Regions from separate parts of the Hordeum vulgare genome. Here region 1 is linked to region 2. A link is a contact called in public Hi-C data. All regions are on one chromosome and are shown on one strand. The core of a region is the stretch at or near the end of the contact, and the rest is flanking DNA. Distances in the headings are between cores, read along the strand shown.

The links. A called contact is a pair of places that touch in the nucleus more often than the background predicts.
Region 1: a contact with region 2 is called in a Hi-C map of leaf, with 2.1 times the contacts expected there. The contact joins the promoter of LOC123394928 here to the promoter of LOC123397364 in region 2. A contact is called at or near these places in 2 of 6 Hi-C or Micro-C datasets (leaf and seedling).

Annotation. Positions count from the first base shown.
Region 1 is chr5H:571,315,006-571,318,982 of MorexV3_pseudomolecules_assembly, forward strand. It overlaps LOC123394928 ((+)-menthofuran synthase-like), which reads left to right and starts at 2,487. Exons shown (of 1, transcript XM_045089815.1): 1 at 2,487-3,977. The coding sequence starts at 2,535.
Region 2 is chr5H:571,149,821-571,153,546 of MorexV3_pseudomolecules_assembly, forward strand. It overlaps LOC123397364, which reads right to left and starts at 2,344. Exons shown (of 3, transcript XM_045091934.1): 1 at 2,260-2,344; 2 at 1,437-2,153; 3 at 1,319-1,348. The coding sequence starts at 2,078. The coding sequence ends at 1,319. It overlaps LOC123394923, which reads right to left and starts at 1,419. Exons shown (of 4, transcript XR_006609626.1): 1 at 1-1,419.

The sequences.
Region 1 (3,977 bases), core at 1,237-3,736, 170 kb after region 2:
ATCATCCTGGGAAGTGTGAGCGTCAACCCGAGTGGCGAGAGGAGAGGCGCCTCGCGAACCAGAGACATGAGTTCTTCGCGGGGGGAGAATCTCACACTCCGAATCACCCTCGTCGCCTCCGCGACGCAAGCCCGAAGTGTGCTCGCTCTGGCGCTGGGAGCGTCGGTCTTGGCTTCCCTCACCCCTCCAGCCGAAGGGGCGATGCGAGGATGATCCTTCCGCATGATGCTGACCGCTAGGGTTGCGGCGTGCTCTAGGGTTGGGTCCCGGAGACTCTGACTGGGCTTGACCAGGGTCAAGCCGAGCGTGTTGCTGGTTGGCGGCGTCAAGCAGATCCTTGACCCGCTTCTCCTGGAAAGCGCGCTCCTCGCCTTCCAGGCTCGCCATCTCCTCCATGGCCGCCTGCGCCGCTCGCATGTTGGCTGCACGGGTCTCGTAGGTGGACAGATCGCCACCTAGGACTTCGGCAATGAACCGGTCGTGGCTGCGGACCAATCCAAGCCAGCTAGGGGCCTCGAAAATCGGAGTGGGACCGTATGCGGAGTTATACTCGCGCTACGTGGCCTCCATCCGACGCTTTGCCGAGGCGACGGCGATGCCCTCCTCCAAGATACGCTTGCGAGCCTCCTCCAGTGAGGCCCGGGCGTCAGTAGGGTTTGCGGAAGCGGCGACGGGTGTCTTCAGGCCGGCGATGGCGTCCCGAAGAGTATCTGAGGTGGCAGCAGTAGGCTCACCAGCGTCTGCTGACGCTTTGCCATGAGCTGTGCTGGTGCCAGCACCGATAACCATCACCTCCATGACGTTGGAGACGGCAGCAACGTGGTATGGGGTGAAGCATCCCACCGACGGCGGAGGGCCGTCAAAGACGAGGACGTTGCTGGGATATATGTCATGGACAGGCGTCTCGGCGATAGAGATCCTGCTGAAGCTGACGCAGAGCGCCTCAACGTCGAAGTCCTCGCCGTAGTAGCGCGGACCGTCGTTGAGACGCAGGTCACTGAAGAGAACGATGAGGTTCTCCATAGCAGCGACGACGACGCTAGGAAGCGCCTCGTCATCAGAATCTTCGTCTGAATCCGCGTGGCGGACGGGGACGTCGATCATCATCGGCGTTGCCTCGTCGAAAGCGGGCTCCACGGGCATGCAAACTGATCTCGATGCGATGCGGCCCAGCGCGTAAAGCCAGCCGATGCCGCGATCGGCCCCACGGTGGGCGCCAAATGTCCATGAGTACTCACAACATATGCCATAGGTAGGCTAAAGTCGGTGAGAACCGAAGGGACAAAGGAGGGCGCTGGGAACGAGGTTGGTACAAGCATGGAATGCACGATGTACCCAGGTTCACGGCTCTCCGTATAGATAAGACCCCTAGTCCTGCCGGAGTGTTTGATGTGTATAAACCGAGTATAGAGTTGCTCCTGGAGCTGTGTTGGGAGGAGGAAGAGGGGAGCAGCCGGCTCGTCTCTATGTGGTTGGTGAGTGTGTAGTGTTGTTCGTCCGTGGAATGATCGGTCCCCCTGCATGGAGGGCAACCGGGGGGTTTTATAGACGAACCCGCCGGCCTACAGTATGGATAAAGGGTACAAGTGTGGGACCCGACTGGCAACCTCTCCGGCTGGCCAGGGGGCCACTAGAGTCTTATCTTGTCGTTTGAGGGGCCCGCCGGCTGCATGGTCTCGATTGGCAGTGGGACCCGCCGGCTGGCCAATGAAGCTCTCGCGTAAGGTTGACGCCGAGCACGCGAAGTACGTCGAGCGTCGTCCAGAGAGATTCGTCATGGGCAGGTAGTACAACCGCCTCCACTGTTCCCCACGCCGAGTACAGTAATGGAGTGGGAGTGTGACGGTCCGACACTATGCTAGGTGATGGATCAGAGCCGGGGTAGGTCAGCGGCGTGGCAGCCGACGCTCGTACCTGCCGGACGCCCCGATCCAGTACCTTTGCTGACGCGTAGCTACCTTTAATTGTAAGGTCTCATCCTGACCTACGATTTGATGTGACTTGTGATCCTCGGCCGACTAGCCTGCTTGGCTGGCCGGCTTGGGCGCGGACGCCTCGTTCCTAGCCGGCTGGCTGGACCAGGCCAGCCCAGAAGAGGTAATCGCCTCGACTCTAGCCGGCAGGGGTTGACTGGCCGACCAGAGGGATGGCCGCCTGGTCCTCTAGCCGATAGGCGCAGGCTAGCCAGCTAGAAGACTTGGACCTTAGTAAACTATATATGTTCATATTCTTTGGACTGGAAATGAAGGAGGAGGCTTGACGAGTCTACCCGGGTTATCCCGACGGTGCTACTTAAGTTTGACAGCAATTCGTGCGGCGAGGAAGAAAAGTATATATGCTGTGTGATGGCTGAAAACAACACGTTCACTCGTGCTTAATATGTATGTGCCTCTTGTGTTACGTGTAGAGGATATCTCTTTTAGTGGCGCCGTATATGTCACGTACGACACGACGTGGCAACGCACGAGCTTCTAACAAGTACAAGTACTAGTGGCTAAGCTTGGGTACACGCGACGCGACACAAGCTAGCCAGGATGGTTGCAGCAGAAATGGTTGTCGCGCCGTTGGACTCGCCGGTGCTCATCACCGTCGTCCTCGCCTTCCTTCTCGTGGTGATCACCCTCCTCGTCTCCTTCTCCACCAGGCGCAGCAGCAGCAATGCGCCGCGGCTGCGGCTGCCCCCGTCGCCGCGGGGCCTGCCGGTCGTCGGCCACCTCCACCTGCTCGGGAGCCTGCCGCACCGGAGCCTCCGGTCCCTGGCCGCGTCCCACGGCCCGGTCATGCACCTGCGGCTCGGCCGCGTGTCCACCGTCGTGGCGTCCTCCGCGGCCGCCGCGGAGGAGGCCATGAAGACCCGCGACGTGGACTTCGCCGGCCGCCCCAGGCTCCTCATGGTCGACCGCTTCTACTACGGCAACGGCGGCATCGGCTTCGCGCCCTACGGCGAGCACTGGCGCCAGGCGCGCCGCGTCTGCGCCGTCCACATGCTCAGCGCGCGCCGCGTCGCCTCCCTCGGCCGCGTCCGGGCGCAGGAGGCCGCCGCGCTCCTCGACCGCGTCCGCCGCGCCGGCGGTGTCGTGAACCTGAGCGACAGCCTCGTCGTCTACTCCAACGCGGTCATCTCCCGCTGCACGCTCGGCGGCGCGGGCTGCGGGGTGGAGGAAGGCGGCGGCGACGGCGCGAGGCTGAAGAAGGCGTTCGGCGAGATGGAGGAGCTCCTCGGCACGGTGCCGATGGGGGAGTCGGTGCCGTGGCTGGGATGGGTGGACACGGTGACGGGGCTGGAGCGGAGGGCCAAGCGCGTCTTCGAGGAGATGGACGGGCTGCTGGAGCGGGTCATCGCCGACCACCGCCAGCGCCGCCGTGCGGACTCCGCCACCGTGCACGAGGAGGACTTCGTGGACGTGATGCTGGACGCCGGCGAGCTGGGCACGGACAGCATCAAGTCGATCATCCTGGACGTGCTCGCCGCCGCCACGGCCTCGACCTCGGCGCTGCTGGAGCGGGCGATGGCGGAGCTCATCAACCACCCGCACGAGATGCGCAGGCTCCAGGCCGAGGCCCGCGCGGCCGTCGTCCCCGGCGCCGTCGTCACGGAGGCCGACCTCCCGCGCCTGCCGTACCTGAAGGCGGTGGTCAACGAGACCCTGCGGCTCCACCCGCCGGCGCCGCTGCTGCTGCCGCGGGAGACGGTGGAGGACACCCGGCTGCAGGGCCACGACGTGCCGGCGGGCACCCGAGTCCTGATCAACGCCTGGGCCATCGGCCGCGACCCGGCAACGTGGGGTCCCCGCGCCGAGGAGTTCGCGCCGGAGAGGTTCGTCGGGGACGAGCTCGGCGGCGGCGCCGGGCGGGGCTTCTCGTTCCTGCCCTTCGGCGGCGGGAGGAGGGGCTGCCCCGGGGTGGAGTTCGCCATGCTGTCCAACGCGCTGGCGCTGGCGAGCCTCGTGCATGGCTTCGACTGGGAGGTGCCCGGC
Region 2 (3,726 bases), core at 1,094-3,593:
GCCTGCACCCCCTCCACCCCCGGCGTATCGACCTTCTGGTCAACGGCGGAGAACACCGGATTCCCTTGCACCGAGATCTCTTCCTTCTCATCGGTGGCGATAACCGGAGCCCCATCAAGAGTGTCCACCTGGCACACCACAGTCCCATCCTCTAGTGATCCCTTCTCCCCGCCCTCGGCTGCCGCGACCACTGGAACCTGTAGCACCAACGGCTTGACCACCCCGTCGACAGCGATCACCGCAACCCCTTCAACATCTTTCACACCCGCAGCTTCCGGTGTTGCCTTCGCCAGGCGTCGTGGCCACCACATTTTCCCCACCGGAACCTCTTCGGTGTCATTCACTCCCAACGCTTCCTGTTGTGTCATGGCGATAACCGAAGCCCCATCAACAGCGTCCACCTGGCACACAATAATCCCTTCCTCCAGTGGCCCCTTATCACCGCGCCCGGCTGCCACGACCATTGGAGCCCCTAGGACTGATGCCTTGACCTTCTGGTCGACGGTGATCATCGCAATCCCTTTGTCGTCCTTCACTCCCAAAGCTTCTAGTGATGCCTTCGCCGGTTTTCGTGTCCACCACATTTTCCCCACCGCAACCCCTTCGGCGTCCTTCACTCCGACTGCTTCCTGTCGTGTCATAACCGGAGCCCCATCGAGAGCATCCACCTGGCACACCATAATCCCATCCTCCAGTGGCCCCTTCTCACCGCCCCCGGCCGCCACGACCACTGGAGCCCCTAGGATTGATTCCTCGACCTTCCTGTCGACGCTGATCACCGCAACCCCTATGGCGTCCTTCACTCCCATAGCTTCTAGTGGTGCCTTCGTCGGTTGCCGTGGCCGCCACATTTTCCCCGCCGCAACCCCTACGGTGTCCTTCACTCGCATAGCTTCCAGTGGTGCCTTCACCGTTTGTCGTGGCCGCCGCACTTTCCCCGCCGCAACCCCTTCGGCGTCCTTCACTCCGACCGGTTCCAGTCGTGTCTTAACTGGAGACCCATCGAGAGCGTCCATCCGGCACACCGCAACCCCATCCTCCATTGGCCCCTTCTCCCTGTCCATAGCGGCCATGACCACTGGAGCCCCTAGGATTGATTCCTCGACCTTCCTGTCGACAACTATCACAGAAACCCCTTGGGCGTCTTTCACTCGCACCGCTTTCAGGGGCGCCTTCACCGGTTGCCGTGGCCGCCACATTTTCCGCATGGCAACCCCTTCAGGGTCCTTCACTCCAACCGCTTCCTGCTCCTGTGGTGTCGTGGTGATAACCATAGCCCCATGGAGAGATTCTATCCGGCACACCGCAATCTCATCCTCTAGTGGCCCCTTCTCCCCGCCCCTGGCCGCTGTGACCACCGGAGCCCCTAGCACTGACGCCTCGACCTCCCCGTCGACGGCGATCACAACAACCCCTTGGTCGTCTTTCACTCGCACCGCTTTCAGTGGCGCCTTCGCCGGTCGCCGTGGCCGCCACATTTTCCGCATGGCAACCTCTTCAGGGTCCTTCACCGCAACCTCTTCCTGCTCCTGTGGTGTTGTGGTGATAACTGGAGCCCCATGGAGAGCTTCTATTTGGCACACCGCAGTCTCATCCTCTAGTGGCCCCTTCTCCCCGCCCCTGGCCGTCGTGACCATCGGAGCCCCTAGCACCGAGGCCTCGACCTCCCCTTGGGCGTCTTTCACTCGCACCGCTTTCAGTGGTGCCTTCGCCGGTCGCCGTGGCCGCCACATTTTCCGCATGGCAACCCCTTGGGCGTCCTTCACTCCAACCGCTTCGGGTTCCTGTCCTGTGGTGGCGATAACCGGAGCCCCATGGAGAGCTTCTATCCGGCACACCGCAGCCCCATCCTCAAGTGGCCCCTTCTCCCTGGCGGCCGCGACCACCGGAGCTCCTGGCACCGACGCCTCGACCTCACCGTCGACGGCGTCCCCTTTGGGGTCTTCAACTCCCGCCGCTTTTAGTGGCGCCTTGGCAGGTCGGCGTGGCCGCCACATCTTCCCCACAGCAACCCCTTGGGCGTCCTTGACTCCCACGGCTTCCGGTGGCCCCTTGGCCGGCCGCCGTATTTTCCCCATGCCCCGCCGAGAGCGACGCGACCACTCTGTGCTCGTGTGAGGCGCGAGAGCTCGAATGCACTGTAGCAAAAGTAGCTGCCGTCAAGAAGAGGCTGGATTGGATTAATGGAAGTAAGGCACGGGCACTAAGCCCAAGAGTTACGGGGGAGGGAGTAGCACGGCGAGGGAGATCGTATCGTACCTGCCGGGTGGTGGAGGAGCTCGGACGCCGGCGTTGGGAGCTGCAGCAGCGTAGGTGGAGGAGAGGGGAGTACAGTGGAGTGGAGATAGCCAGACGGGACGGGAGGGAGGCCAGCCAGCAAAATTAGATCCACACAGGAGGGAGGGAGGCCTGATGATGAGATGGAAGCACGGCAAGGGAGATCTCGCCGGCGGCCGGCGTTGGTAGCTGTAGCAGCAGTGTGGGCGGAGTGGGAGGGAAGAGGAGTAATGAATGATTGAGCGGCAGGGCAGGGCAGGGCAGGGGTGGAGTCGCGGAGATGTCAGTGAAAGAGGTGTATCCTTCTTGGTTAAGGAAGGAGGTTAGCTAGGCTAATTGCTTTTTAAGCGGCTGCTTGTCTTTATCGAGATGCGCGTTACCCTACCTGACCGTGATACGTCCACTAATTTGTGCGTTCCGGAAAATATTTCTTCTTCTTCTTCTTTAATTTATCTTGCGATTCATTCGCTCTTTTCCAAAGACCTCCACTAATTGTGCTTTTATCATCATACAAACAAGCATGCTTTCATCATCAGACCTCCACTCAGACGTACTACCAATCTTGAAAATATTTTGTTCTTGACTAAATATGAACCCAAGGAATCCAACCTACTCCCTCCGTAAATTAATATAAAAACGTTTAGATCATTATTTTAGTTATCTAAATACTCTTATATTAGTTTACAGAGAAAGTATAAAATAATTCTAAGCAATTAAGAATCTACAATTGGAATGGCCATTTTTTAAACAAATTTTAGAACCAAAAATATTAAATGCCAAACTTTTGGTTTCTGAGATTATGGAGCTGGGTCTTCTCATACTGCTCGGGTACAATCCTTACCTTCTCATTTTAGGACCTGAAAGCTGAAAAGAAGCAAAAAAAACAAAAAGTAAGTGGTTAATGAAAACAATTACAACGTAAACCAAAAATAGTCTTCCCATGACTACCACCTTATCAGAGAACTTGTATATATTTGAAGGCATCTGGAAGACAATTACTTCCTCCATCACAGTATATTGGGCGTATCTCACACGGCTCTGGGACCTAGATGTTTTTCTATTGATAGAAAAAACCGAACCGACGAGCTGTATAAGCGCCTAATTAATCGTAAAACTGACGCATTAGTAACCCCCCGTCCACTAAACGAGTGACTTCCTCGCATGTATTGGTGAAGACGGTTTCCAAAACACCTCAATTAATAAGCTAATTAATGTCATGCGCCTTATTTTCTTCTAACCGTGAAAAATTATCATTTTGAAGATACGCCCAATATACTGTGATGGAGGGAGTAATTAAGTCTAACTCGTGGATAGTATTTTTATCAGACAAGTGGCTTTTTTTTCAGTCAGCAGCTGATAAAAAAATGCATCATATGCTCCAAATGAAAGGTAAATGCTACATTTTGGAGGAAACAACATTCCAAACATGTTAAGAAAACATGAATATAA